2 separate regions of the Mus musculus genome follow, and region 1 is linked to region 2. A link is a contact called in public Hi-C data. All regions are on one chromosome and are shown on one strand. The core of a region is the stretch at or near the end of the contact, and the rest is flanking DNA. Distances in the headings are between cores, read along the strand shown.

Region 1 (6,888 bases), core at 2,012-4,511, 370 kb before region 2:
CTTGGAGACCTCTAGCTAGCTGCTCAAATTGTAAGTGGTAGTAGTCAAATAAGGGGTGTGAAGCGGGCTGGAGAGATGGCTCAGCTCAGAGATGGTTAAGAGCACTGACTGCTCTTCCAAAGGTCCTGAGTTCAATTCCCAGTAACCACATGGTGGCTCACAAACATCTGTAATGGGATCTGATGCCCTCTTCTGGTGTGTCTGAAGACAGCTACAGTGTACTCATATAAATAAAATAAATCTTAAAAAAAAAAAAAAAAGAAGGACTATGAAGCAAAGGGCAAATGGGTTAAACTTTGACTGACTCCATTAATATCCATGCTGGCATGTGATCCTCCTGCTTCTTCTTCACTAGAAATTGACTGGGCCCAGCACTATCTTCCTTGCACATCTTGACCAGAGTTTCTCTGTTCGAAACCTCAGTGAGGATATGGGAGAGGGGCCTGACTCTCCAGGAGCTACTTCCTAAATGAGGCCAGAGACAAGCAATGAGGACAGTCCACACCATGGTACTCTTAACATTCACTTTAAATCCTATAGACATCAGCAATCGATAGATTAAATCTACAGCTATAAAGTATAGTTATTTTGCTGATAATGAGCCATGTTCAAAATACATATGATGCTGGAGGTTGGCACAACCCATGTGGAGAACAATTTGCAAGAGCTGGGAAATAAATTAAGTATGCCCAGCTGTAGGCACAGGAACCGCTTCATGGATACCTGGGGAAATGTGTGGCAGTGCTCATTGGTGCTTGCCTAGCGTGCAAGAGGACCTGAGTACAATCTCCAACACCATAAAGCAAAGGGACAAGCAAACCCCCAAAAGAAACGTCCACCAGAAACAACTCGCTCTCCATCTCCAATACAGGAAAGTGACCAAAGAAAGATTTTATTCATTCAACAGAACGCTGCTTAGCAATTCTAACAAATACACTATAGAATGCATCTACAAACAGTAAAACAGGAGCTGGAGAGGTGGCTCAGTGGTTCAGAGAACTGGCTGCTTTGCAGAGGACCCAGGTTCAATTCCCAATACCCACATGGCAGCTTACAGGCACTTGTAACTCCAGTTCTAGGCCAACGCCTTCTTCTGGCCTCCAAGGGCACTACATGTACATGGTGCACAGACATACAAGCAGCCCAAATATCACACACATAAAATAAAAAATAAAATAAAATTTAAAATAAATAAATATAAGCAATACATAAAGAGGATACTACCATGTGACTTACAGTTTATAAAAATTTTAAAACATGCAAAAAACCCAGTTTTTCCACATATATATGTGTGTGTATATATATGTATATATATGGAGTACTATACATATATAATATGTATTCATATAAAAACATGCACAAACACAAATGCCACTGCATTAATTGAGACCCCCCCTCAGAGGAGATAAAGAGTGACACACAGAGGAGTGGGAACTGGGAGAAGTGACAAGAGGGCTTGAATTGGATCTGCCACATTCAATTCTCGGAGAAACATCCCTTGAATGCTATGGAATTACAGGAATGGGGCAGTGAGAGGGGCAGATGCTGCCATCCTAAGGCAGGGGAACCTGCAGGCTGGGCTCCATGCCTTCAGGAGCGCGTGTGCCTGCTGCCTTCTCAACTCTGCTATAGTGCCTGATGCAGGCCTGATTCTCCATAAACTATGAACTGTGTAGATGAACAGTTTTCTGTACAATTCTGTACACTTGAAACAGTTCTTCTGAAATACAAATTCAGTACAGCAGAAATAAAAATATAAAGTGTTGTGCTTTCTTACAGAAAAAAACAACGTTGAAAAAAAGAAAAAAACTTTTTTTTTTTTCCAGAGCTGAGGACCAAACCCAGGGCCTTACGCTTGCTAAGCAAGTGTTCTACCACTGAGCTAAATCCCCAACCCCAGAAAAAAAAAAAAAAAAACTTTTTTAAGAAAAGGAATAAAAATAGAACTAAAACTATCTAGACAGTGCTTGCCCGACATTTCCCTGGATTCAGTCCTAGGCACACATGTGTATGTGTATATGTGTATACATGTATGTGTGTATATATGTATGTGTGTCTATATGTATGTGTGCATGCATTTATGTGTGTAGACATACAATACTTTACATGTTTAATTTGGTGTTGGGGAAAGACGAGGTTTCTCTGTGCAGCTCTGGTTGTCTAAGAACTCACTATGTAGACCAGGCTGACCTTGAACTCACAGGGATCCTCCTGCCTGTGTCTTTTAAGCACTGGGATTATAATCATGTGACACCATGCTTGGCTTTACATTTAAAAAAAATTTTTTTTCAAATATATATGTATATGCCCTGGATCCAATCCATGTGTGTGGGTGTGTGAGAGTACCTATCTACCTAGGTACTCCTACCGAGGCCAGAAGAGGCCATCAGAACCTTTGGAGCTAATGTTACAGGTGATTGTGACACACCAGATGTTTTTGGTGCCAGGAATCAAACTCCCCTAGTCCTTGGCAGGAACATGAAGAATTTTTAACTGCGGAGCCATCTCTCCAGCCACACAAGTATTGCATTCTCAGAGCACATATATTTGTGAAATCTATGTTAATGGAACTTGTATGGGGAAAGAGGAGGTTTGGGGAAAGACCGCTGCTTAGCTGAGCTTCCAGAACAGAAATACAGGTCCTAAGACTGGAGGGAGGGAGGAGGGAAGAGGGACTGGGATGGTTTGCCTTTGAAATAAGTTGTCCTCAGTCCATAGTGCAGAGCTCTCTGGGAATTGTGGTAAGGTTAATAAAGGACTAGTCAAAAATCACAAGATTGGCCTGTACGGGTGGCACTGCTTGCTAACCAGACTAGAACTCATTTGCTACCTGTGCCTGAAGAAACTACAAGAATCCACACAGTCTGTCAATAGTTGCCCTCAAGTTCAACATCTTCCAGACCCTTGGGTGACCAAGGTCTTCTCCAACCCCACGTCCCAGCACAGCACAGCACAGCACAGCACAGCACAGCACAGCGGTGTTCATTATCATCTGGACACCAATATTTAAGTCAGTTCCCCAATTCAGAAAGGTCAGGCAGAAAACACACATGGAGAGGAGGCTTTTTCTTGACATTCTTATTGAACACAGCATGAGACAGCAAACCACAACCGCGTGCACCAAGATCAAGCATGCATCAGGACGCAGACAGACAAGTTTGAAAAGTACCTCGGAAGTCACCTTGCAAGACAGTAACTTAGAGGTGTACTGGCAGAGAGGGAAAAGACCAGGGTTAGTACACGGCAGAGGCACACTCACAGACTCCCCCGCCCCCAGCGGCTGGGCTCTGGCACCATGCCAGAAGTGAGTAAGAGGGAAGAGGCTTGGGGGGAGGGGGAGGATCATTATACAACCTCTCAAGTATTGATTCATCTGATATTTGTTTATTTAAACGCCTGTATCTCTTGAGGCAAGTAGATACTCTAATACTCATTAATAAAAATATCAGATAAGCCGAGGTTTGTTAATTCAAGGTCTTGTTTGCATTTTTCTGTTGAATTAACAGGATTTCGTCTTCCCCATTGTCTAACCAGCTGCCCACCAGCGAGGACCTAGATGGCCATTCTGGATTTGATGGATTCTATAACCAAATGTCCTTTTCTTTTCCTGAGGGTTTCTCTGAACCTTAAACAGTCCTGTACCCCATTGCATTATTACAGTAAGACCCCAAGAGTAGAATGAAGAGGGGGGACATGAAGGGAAAGGGAGGGAGGGAATGGGGAAGGAGGAAGGGAGGAAGGGCCAGGTTTTCGGGGTAGTTTCTCTAAAACAAACCTAAGGATGGCACTGTCAGTGAAAGAGGAACCTGTGGGTCTAGATGAGATTCCAAGCTTGGGACGGTCCTTGGATAATCTTTTGGGATTATTATTTAGGACTAGTGTGGGTACCTAGGAAATGGAGTGTTCTGTTAGTTCCTAGAGACACTCACCAGAGATAACACAGGACAAGGTAGCTGGTCCAGGTGGGTGAAGATCAGTAAAGAGGACAGAGAGCAGTTTGCCCAAGTTCTAAGCAGGGAGGCAGGGGAACCTTTTGAAAAGTGAGTTTTTGTTCTGTTCTTTTGTCACTGAGTCATTTGACAAATGAAGGTGACAGCATGAACCACGTGAGGCACTTAAGGAGGCAGAAATCCAAGAGGCCATGTGTCACCCTAAAAACATGTGTTTGAATGGCTCAGGAGGACAGAATTATATGGCCCTAAAGACAATCACCTCTAGCTTTTAGGGACAGGAAGGCCAACTCCATAACCTCTACCAAGCCACCCATCCTTTCCAGAAACCGGGAAAATGGAGACAGGGCTAGGGACCAACTTGGGGAAATGAAGCTTGCTTTTCTCTATACAGAGGCGTAGAAAGGTGCCCTACATTGAAAGGGCTGAGAGACAGGCTAGCAGGTGACTTGGAAATCAATTCAGGCTGACACCCATATAATTTTTCAAGAAGCAATTTGAGTATGTGTTTTTGAGATTTGAGTCTTCATTAAAAGGCACAAGTAGGGATATGGGGATTGGAATTTGTCCTATCCCTAAAACTTTTCAACAATTGACAGATTTTGTTCTAGGGTGATTCGAGGAAAAAAGCTCAAAACACCCAGCCCTCAAATAAAAATAAAAATAAATTGATTCACTCGTAGGTTTCTGCCTTAGCCAACATGTTCCTTTACTTGGGTGAGATAGAGACAGGAAGCCATTAGCAATTGGAGAAAACTGGGCCCCATTGGCACCTGATGTGGGTTCCTGAGTATCAGAGTTTACCAGAAAGGGGTGCGGGTGGGGGGTCTAGTGTTCTGCCTGTGACATAAGTACCTCTTTCCACTATGTCCCAGGCAGACCCTGACCATGTTATCTTCCTACTTCCCATTTCCAATGTCTGGGGTTACAGGCCTGTGCACCAGGCCTGGGGATCACTTTCCTCCACTTAACATCAGCACTCCAGTGCAAAAAAAAGCACACACAATCAACACAGAATGCACTGAGAAAGCGTTTACGTGGGTCATGACTGAATGGCCCAGGGCTCTTCAGCTCATGGTCAGCAAAGCTGCTGCTGTACACTGTTGAATCAGGTGGAGGGAAGAAACCATATGCTTCTAAGACTGCACTTCAGTCGGCAACTAAAAACACCTAAAGAAGGACTCTACACCCAAAGGGGCTGCTAACATGGTTGAGTAGACAGTAAGCTGCTGGCACCTGTCCAGTGAAATGCGGTAGAACTGTCTGCAGCTGCTACCTAAGCCAGGGCTCCATCCACAGAGGAGCCTCTTGGCCTCACAGCAGAGATATTCCTTCGTGATTAAGAAGAGGGGTGTGTGTGTGTGTGTGTGTGTGTGTGTGTGTGTGTGTGTGTGTATCTCTTCTTTATCCCTCTAGCTGAAAAGGGGCCTTCAGCATCTGGCATTCATCCCGGAAACTCTCTAACTTGGGATTATCCAGCCAGGAGATGAAAGTCATTGAGTTGGCAGGGACTTCCTACTGTGAACCTCAGAGCATTCAAGTTGAGGGTAACTGCATAGCTCATCCAAACTTGGAAGAGTGAAAGGGGATGTTGTTCATAAACACACAGGTCAACAGGTAGACACTAGGTGGTTTATCAATCCAAGCTACTTGTGACCTCAGTATAATGGAGGAGGGGGGGGTTTCCGGGGGTGGGAGGAGTACTTTGGTGAAAGATATAAGATTGAGACTCTAGGGTGTTTATACATAACCTGGGGCTGCCCCTCCTAGGCTTGTGGGGAACCCTTCAGAAAGACCTCTTAAATCTCTTACTGGACAAGGAAACCACAGTGCAGATGACTTCCTTTCATAGGGCACACATCCAACATGTACAGAGTTGGGAAGGTTGAAGGGAGAGGGGTAGTTGTGTGGTTTTTAGCAGTCATTTAAAATGTCTCTTTCCTGTCCAACTACACACACAAAGAACCCCAAACAGACCTAGTCTCTTGAGCAGTGTGCGACATATACGAGGATAGATCACAATGCAGCTTTTGAAGCCTGAGAGCACATCCAGAGAGACTGCATCCTTCTTCGATGTATTGCCCAGGCACATCATCTTCCTCCACCCCACCATCTCATGGACCAGCCTCGCCCACCACCTCAAGCTTGGCTTAGCCACCAAACAACCAGCTCTTGATGATAGATACTTAGTCCCCGAGGCACATTAAACCACTCATTTGAAAATAGGTTTCAGAATCATGAGGCAAGCAAGAGAAGCAGATAAATTGCACACACATCCAAGATACAGGCATGCCACACTCAAGGTCACCTTCAGAAAAGAGAAAGGAAAGGAGGAAAAACTTACACTACTATCATCCATTCTCTCGCGCCTTTTAGATTTGTGGGTCTCATAGTCTTCCATGAGGGTCTGCATCAGGTTCTTGGGCCGCTGGGTTCCGGCAGCCTCTTCAGGGGCTAAGTCAGGCTGTAAGCTGGGACCTTCAGTTGTGGGGGATGGAGGAGGTTTGACTTTCTCTATTTTCCCTGAAACAACACGAAGAGAACACCCTTTCTAAGCTCATCTGCTCAGCAGGCACTGCTTGTAGAAGGAAGAAAAAAAAAAAACTGTCTCTCGGGCACTCGCACACACTTGCAAACTCAAGAGCAGAGCGGAGTCATGGTTAAGTCAAAGGGTTTCATTAAGAGAACGAAGTGCAAACCTGTTCAACACACACCACAGTGACACCAGAGCTAAAGTTCACTCAAATGGGAATGGCAGGCACTTTGCAACATGTCAGGCAGGCAGGCAGAAAGACAGACAGACAGACAGACATTAGCTCCAAGATTGTGGAGACGAATTCTCTCAGATAGTATCATAAAGCTGTCAGAGGTTGTAGCACTGTAGAAACCAACTTCTCACAGGTAAGGAAGCTGAGAATCTACAAAGGCCACTTGAGCC
Region 2 (7,731 bases), core at 3,007-5,506:
TACCTAAACATTTCTAAAGCCCAGAGTGACCTAGAATGATCTCCCACCTGTTAAGCCAGCTGTAAATGCTCAGAAGCACACTAATGATCAAAGGACAACAGTTAACCTGTTGTAGAAGAGTTTTGCTGACTCATCCTTGACTTGTTTGCTTTAGTTATGCATCCCCAGGTCACACTAGAACAAGTCCACAAGCTGCAGGCGTATGAAACCAGCAAGGAGAAGACGGACACCTTCCGGAAAGGGCTCACCGTCTCACGAAAGCAACTGGCCTTGTGTTTTAGCCCAGGTCCAACTTCTGGACAGTAGTCTCAGCAGGACATTCAGGAACTGGGATATTTGTTTGCATTTTATTGTGAAGATTTGCTATTGGTTACCTAGTGCTGGCCTGTCCTCCTGGATTTCCACTGGGGAGATGGGTGCTTAGAATCCATGTCCCCATTCCTTTGAGCTTTCTGTTTCCTTTGACTACAGTTTGTTTAAACCTTCCAAGAGAGTTCCTGTGCACCAGCAGCACCCAATTCCAACCTAAGTCCCCTACACACAGTGGCTTTTCCGTCTCTGCAAGGCACTTGATTAGCAGTCTAGTGCATGTATTCAATAAGTATTTATTGGATGCCTACTTCCAACAGTCTCCATAATGGAGTCTAGAAATTCAGTGATGCACGAAGCAGGAACCCTGGATGTTCTTTTATGAATACCAGGGGTGGGAAGTCAAGCTTCATATAATTTAGAACTAACTCCTGTACACCCATCCACTAATTCCCCAATGTGACAACAGCCTCTGGGGGGCAGAAATGCATGTGATAGTAATCTGTGGTCCTCTGAAGACGCCAAGCTTCAGCCTTGGAGCTAGCTGGCATTCTGGGAGCATCAGTCTCCCTGTGTGTTGGGCACAGTGGTAAAAATGTGTGCGGTTTTAACTAACTCTCAGTTGAACTTGTGGTCTATTATACTGCACCGACAGCAGAATTCCTTCTGGCCTTGTTAGTCAGGGTCATGTTTATTCATTAAATAGAAGCCACCTATGGAAGAGACCCAGTTCCAGGGATGCCTCTGCTCTACTGGCCTGCCCAGTACCTGAACTCCTTTTTACTGGCATAGTCAAAAGATCAAGAGATTTTAAATGTTGAAGAGGCTTGTGTGTTAGTTTTCCATTGGCTGTGGTCTAAGAAGGGGGTACCATCAAACATGGGGGGGGGAGCTGGTCATCGGCAGTGAGAAAACGGGGAGAAAGGACTGCAGGCGCTCTGCTTGCTTTCTTGTCCTTATGTGGGCTGAGGTCCAGCCTATGGAAAATCTACCCATTTTTAGGCTGAGACATCCTACCTCAGTTAACCAATTCTAGAACCTCCTTGAAAGACACACCTCAAAATTTGTCTCTTAGGTGATGCTGCATCCTGTGAAACTGACAATTGATACTACCCATCACAGTATCTGTCCGTGTGAAGACCAAGAACCCAACTTGGAATATGGTGGTGGTGCCTCCAGGAGACCCAGATGGCCTCTGAGGCTTCACAAGTAATTCACACAATGCTCATTGATAGAGGTTAGGCCTTAATGGGAGATAAGGAGAACTTATCAGCTGACTGCCACTCACCTTTGATAAAAAGAGTCACACAATAGCATGAAATACAGTGCAGTAAAAATATCTTGAAAGTTCCCTCAGAGACAGTCAGAATCCCACAGGCTTTTGAAATGAAGTTGCAGCCAATAGGGACCAAAATAACCCCCTTTGGGGCTATCTCAGCTTAACATGTTAAAATATCCCAAGACCTTTCTCAGCAAATATATTATTCAAAGGTCAAAAATTCCCTGTGCAAATACCTAAAATATCTACAGATGTTTCAACAAAATGCCACATTAAATTATTCCTCCTGTACAATGCAAGGTTTATGTGCCAGAATGAGGAAACAGATGAGTCTAATGTATGACCCTCTGGTCCAACCAGCTCTGGGAAGCCCTACTGGGGAAGATGGGGGCTTTCAATTACCTTAACCAGGAGAAAAACTGTTCTACAGATACCTGCGTTAATATTGATCCCTGGCATAAGGTTACTATTTTCTTTCTATTGCTAATGTGACTTGTTAGTCTGTAGGATTCTTAAGAAGTCATGTGTGCCCAAAACTGACCCTTAACTCTTAAGGAGAGGGGTCTAGAAAGATCGCACAAAGTTTCAAAATGTCCAAGTGCTGGGGTAAAGGGTTTTTAAGTGTAATGATGGGGAGGGGGATCAGTTGCTGTCACCAGAGTGGAGTTCTTTAACCCCCATCTTCTGTACCTGTGAGCATTTCCCATCTACATGTGGTGACAAAATCTGTCTGGCAACTCCCACTTCCAAAGCTTCTCGCCTCTATACTGCTGGTCAGCTTTGAGGTGTGAACAAGGAGAGGTAAGCTGCTACCTCCTAGAGCCCCTGGCTCCCCTTCTTTGGAATAAGGTAGATAGTGACCAAAAGCTGTAACCACTTTATAGGGAATGCTAAGCCCAGAGAAAAAGATTATGAGGTGGCATTGTGGATGCAACAACCTACGGACAATAAGAAACATACAGATTAGTGCTAGGAAATTCTAAAAGAGGCTAGAGAGACAGCTCACTGGGTAAAGGGCTTGAGGACCCAAGGCAGATCCCAGCACCCATGTGAAATGCCAGGCATGGCTGCACTTGCCTGAAATCCCAACACTGTTGTGGGTGGAAACAGGAGGGTCACTGGGATTTGCTGGCTGCAGGTCTACTTTCAGGATCAATAAAGGATCCTGTCTCAAAGGAGTAAGTTAGATAGCAACAGAGCAGGACACTGATGTCTTCCTCTGTGCACAGACATGGATATCAGCACACCCACATGTGGGTCCACACACACATAATACACACATGCATATACACATACACATTTGTGCACACACATGCACACACACATACATACATACACACACACACTCACACACACACAGCCATAATGGTAAGCAATTTTTAGAGACTCAACCCCATGAAATCAGCTCTGGCTTCATGGCCTCTCCTAAAATACCCTTGCTTCTCAAGAAACTCGGGACTAACATTCAGACTGATAATAGCAGAGTCAAGTGAGGGGGAGGACATGGAGGTATAGACTGGAATTCCTTAGTAGGAAGGAAGCCCTTTGCAGGACCCTGCATTCTTTCTCTGATATATACCAGGTGGCCTATCTCACCCAGTAACTTTGAAATGTGAGTTTGAATTTGTTTTTTAGGAGAACACACAGCTAGCTATTTGGAACAATTTGATCTCTTGCAGGGAGACTGTGTTCCCATAGCAGGCAATGAGTTGCCAAGCCTGAAGTTGGGCCACCCAAAAAGAAAGCGTACAAATTTAAAATTTAGTTATTTGCAAGTCGCTCGCAAACATTTGAACATTAACCACCATAACAATAAAAAAATGGCTATGAAGTAGGGGGCAGTATAATCTCACTTTGTTATTTTTCCATTTTATATTATGAGCTTTGCCACCGGTAAAATTGGTCAGTGCCCACCATATTGAATAAGGACTTCTCTCTGGGAGTGATGTAATCAATGTATTGCCTGCCTCCCAACTACCCCTGCCTTGGTTTTTGTTTTGTTTTGGGTTTTTTTGGTTTTTCAGGACAGGGTTTCTCTGTGTAGCCCTGGCTGTCCTGGAACTCACTTTGTAGACCAGGCTGGCCTCGAACTCAAAAATCCGCCTGCCTCTGCCTCCCGAGTGCTGGGATTAAAGGCGTGAGCCACCACTGCCCCGCACTTGAGAGGAGTTTAACCTCTCTTGAGCGGAGTCACCGGGGGGTCCACATGAGATCGTGGAGCACGCTTAGAAATGACTCCACTGAATTGTTTCAGTTGACCGCTGAGAGAACTGGAACCTAGAAAGTGGAGTGATTTGCTCAAAGGCAGATCCGGAATCAGAGATTCACCTCCTCCCCCGGGCTCCTTCCACACCAATTCCCCGCTGGATCATATCATCACACTCACGGAAACCTCATCAGGACCGCCGAACTCTGAGAGGATTTGTGGCCCGTGTCTAAATAACCTGAGTCAACTCACAGTCCCAGTCTCGGCGAAGAAAAAGGGAGGTCAGAAGACAGAGGTCAAGACGCAAGAACGATTTAAACAGTGAGGTAAAAGTATGCATCGATCTACTTGCAGGGTTAATGTGGGTTTTCGTATTATAATGTGGTTACATGGGGTTGCTCATATATCCCAAAGTAATCTTTCCTCTTCGGTTGCTCGGGGCTGGGATGAGGTGAGAGTTCAAGGTACCGTAGACTCTGCTGTCCAGTAGACCTCTCTGCGGTGATGGGAAAGTCTTAAATGTCACTGTAAAGTACACTAACCTCCCGCCACATGCAGCTACTGAGCAGTTACGTGGTGGCTGAAGGTTTCATTTACTCTTAATTAATTTAAGTTTATAGCCATCTGTGCGCAATAGCTACCCCGTTGGATCCCACGGCTCTGAATAAACGAAGCTGCCAAAACACATCAGCTTGACCTAAAAGTGTGTTCTAATTTAAGAAATCTGCAATAATGGATGTTGAAATCAGATTTCTCCACAAAATATGGCCGTGCCAAAAATAATTATCAATCAGAGTTCTTTGGCAGTAAGCTCGTGGAAAGCAAACTAACAAAAGAGGTGTTTTCGAATCATAGCATTACCCCCAACCCCCATCCTGCTGGGGCACATCTTTGGGAAGTCTAGCACGCTGGGCTTTGAATAGCAATTCACAACCTTCTTAATGCTGCAAACCTCCTGTTGTGGTGACTCCCAATCATAAAATTATTTCATTGTTACTTCATAACTGTAATTTTGCTACTGCTATGAATTGTAATGTAAATATCTATGTTTTCTGATAGTCTTGGGTGACCCCTGTGAAAGGGTCACTCACACACACACACACACACACACACACACACACACACACGAGGTAATGACCCACAGGTTGAGAACTGCTGGCTTAGAAGCTGAGTGGCCAGAGATAACTTAGAACCCTCCCTGCAGAGCTACAGGTCAGCAGTCCATGGCTCGCTCTGCTGAACCTACAGATGCTGGGCTCTGGCTGCTTCCCCAAGAAGTCCTGTCATTGCTACTCCTAGGAACTCCTGCGTCTGCCATCACCTCTGCCGGATTGACCTTGTGGTACCCGCTGCTTTAAGCCTCCCGTTTAGGACTCCAAACCCAGGACAGGGACACCTGATAGATTGAACACAGCCACAGTATCTTTCAGGGCTGTAGGTAAAGGGGAGGCTGGATCAATAGGAAACTGGCTTCTGTTGTGGAAAGCACACTCCCAGGCTGGGGAGTTCCCACAAACACCAAATATCTACGGCACCTTCTTTCTAGGACCCAGGTCAGCATGGGAAGGTCCGAGGTCTCTTGAGCAATGGTTACAGCCACAGAATAGAAAACATGGGACCTAGGGGGATAGGCAGATTTTGTGTGTGTGTTTATGTGTATCTATGCATGTTTATGTATCTGTGTTTCTATGGTTTGGTGTATGTCTATATATGTACTTGAGTATATATGTATTTTGTGTCTCTGTGGGGAGGTTGTGCTTATTTTGTGTGTACATACATTTTGTATATGTATTTGTATATTTACATGCATTTTTAAACTTATATATTTGTGTGTGTAGTTGTGTATGTGTGTTTGTATGGGTATTTGTATGTTTGTGTGTGGGATGTGCATGTGTATCTGTGTGTGTCTGTGTATGTATATGTATGTATGTGTGTATATATGTTTTAATGTATATGTTTATATGTGTATGTGTCTGTTTTTCTGTGATTATGTGTGCATATATGTGTCTATTTGTGTTCTTCTGTGTATGTGATATGTATGTGTGCATGTGTGTGTTCCACGAATTTGTGTATGTAAACATGTGTATATATTTGTGTGTTTGTATTTTCCATGCATGTGTGTACATATGTATGTATGTATGTCTATATTCTTCTGTGCATGTATACATTTTCATGCATGCATGTATATGTGTGTGTTTCTGTGCATGTGTGGTCTTATTGGGATCATTGTGAAACACAATTCAAGGCGCTCTAGTATTTTGATATATTCTTCAATGCACCTTGTATAGTTTTTCCTTTCTCTGCTGCCTCCTCCTCTCCCCCTTCTCTTCTCCCTTGCCCCTTTTCTGTTGTTGTTGTTCTGGTATTTTATTTTTAGACAAGTGCCCCTATATAGCCTGCACAGGTTGCCCTTGATCTAATGATCCCCCTGCTTCAGCCTCCTGGGTACCGAGATTAACCTTTTCCTTTGACTATGCATAGTTCTAGGCCATATTTTTAATATCTGTATAGTACTCCACCATACTATAGTGTCATTCTTTGAGCACCCTAGCTGCTCATGTCTTAATTAGAACAATATGATTACCTGCAAAAGCCCCTTGAAGACTGAGCCTGTTGACATTCCCTCACAGGAGGACATGGGAAGGTCATTAGAGTTTGGTTAGGATTCCAGGCTCTTCTTCCTACCCCTCCTTCCCAGCTCTGTGTGATTCTAGGCTGACTGCATATGATCCCAAGGTCCTGAGAGATAATAGACTGGAAAGTTAACGAGGGACTGTGGATAATTCTGTCTATGCAGCTCTGGGGAATTTCTACCCATGCTAGAGTGAGGCTTTCCAATGCTATGGCAGCTTTGGGAACACCAATCCTTCTTTTGGTAACCCCTTTAAGTGAAAGCACAATAAATTCATCAGTTCAGCAAGCTTGGCTTTGGTGGAATTGGACTTTGGTCTATTGACAGTGCTCTCTATCTGGATGTTTGTGACTCCCCAAGAAAAGCTGACACAACATTTGCACATTGCACCTTACTTTATTGAGCCAGTCTGCACAGCTGGTCAGTTAGATTGGTTGTACTTTTGGTTTTACGTCTTTGCTCCAAGAAGCATCCCTGAGTATATATCTCCATGTGCCCACCCTGTCATTCCTTTAGTCAAAGTCATTAAGGAGGGCAGTGGCTGTGCCTGGAGTACAGACTGCCAGGACTCACAAAAAAGGCAGGTGGGTGTGGCAGCCTATCTATAATTCCAGCACACAAGAGACCCAGACAGGAATCCCCAGAGCTAGCTGCCTAGCCAGACTAGCCCAGGTGAGCTAGTCTGCCTCATAGGAGACCCTGCCTCAATATGCAATGTGGAAAGCAATGAAGAAAATACCTACCATTAACCTCAAGTTCCCACAGGCTCACATGTGCAGCAGCATACACATGTACCGACAGACATGCAAACATGCATACTCACGCACACACGCATCACCCATATGTGCATATGCAAAAAATCCTATAACTGTATTCATGGCTAAGAATAGTTTTAATTCACATTTACCAACTATGCTCAAAGGCTGTAGCAACAATCATTTGTTTTTCTGCCCAGTGATGGGACAGGAGGAAGTAAATTGAGTTATCTTGATTTGAACACAAAATCTAAACATTTAAAGGGCCAGCAAAAGATTCAGTATTCAGCTAGGCCCAGTCGCACAGGTCTGTAATCAGGGCTGAAGGAGAAGGACTATGTATTTAAGGCCTAGTTAGGCTACAGAGTGAGTTTAAGGGCAGTCTAAGCAACTCAGTGAGACTCTTAGTCAGACTTTTCATTTTATCTCATGATAAAATGAAAAGGTTGTAAAGACGGAGGATGTGGCTCATAAGAATAACCCTGTCCTACCTAGCTTGCTTCTCTAGTGCTATGATAGAACACTGACAAAAACCAACTCTGCAGAAGAA

The links. Hi-C and Micro-C count contacts between places; a contact is called where the count stands out from the background.
Region 1: a contact with region 2 is called in a Hi-C map of liver, with 3 times the contacts expected there. The contact joins two enhancer-like sites. A contact is called at or near these places in 2 of 484 Hi-C or Micro-C datasets (large pre-B cells and liver).

What each region holds. Positions count from the first base shown.
Region 1 is chr4:57,882,609-57,889,496 of GRCm38.p6, reverse strand. It overlaps Pakap (paralemmin A kinase anchor protein), which reads right to left. Exons shown (of 11, transcript NM_001384150.1): 9 at 6,295-6,473; 10 at 3,170-3,208. Among named protein-coding and RNA genes, the nearest start is that of Gm26138, 8.6 kb to the right of the region's middle. Within about 2 kb of position 3,261, at least 23 of the 459 cell types and tissues checked have an H3K27ac peak or open chromatin away from gene starts, as enhancers often do. A contact at or near this core is called in liver, where this site is marked.
Region 2 is chr4:57,510,981-57,518,711 of GRCm38.p6, reverse strand. It overlaps a transcript of Pakap not described here. Among named protein-coding and RNA genes, the nearest start is that of Pakap, 53 kb to the left of the region's middle. Within about 2 kb of position 4,256, at least 9 of the 459 cell types and tissues checked have an H3K27ac peak or open chromatin away from gene starts, as enhancers often do. A contact at or near this core is called in liver, where this site is marked.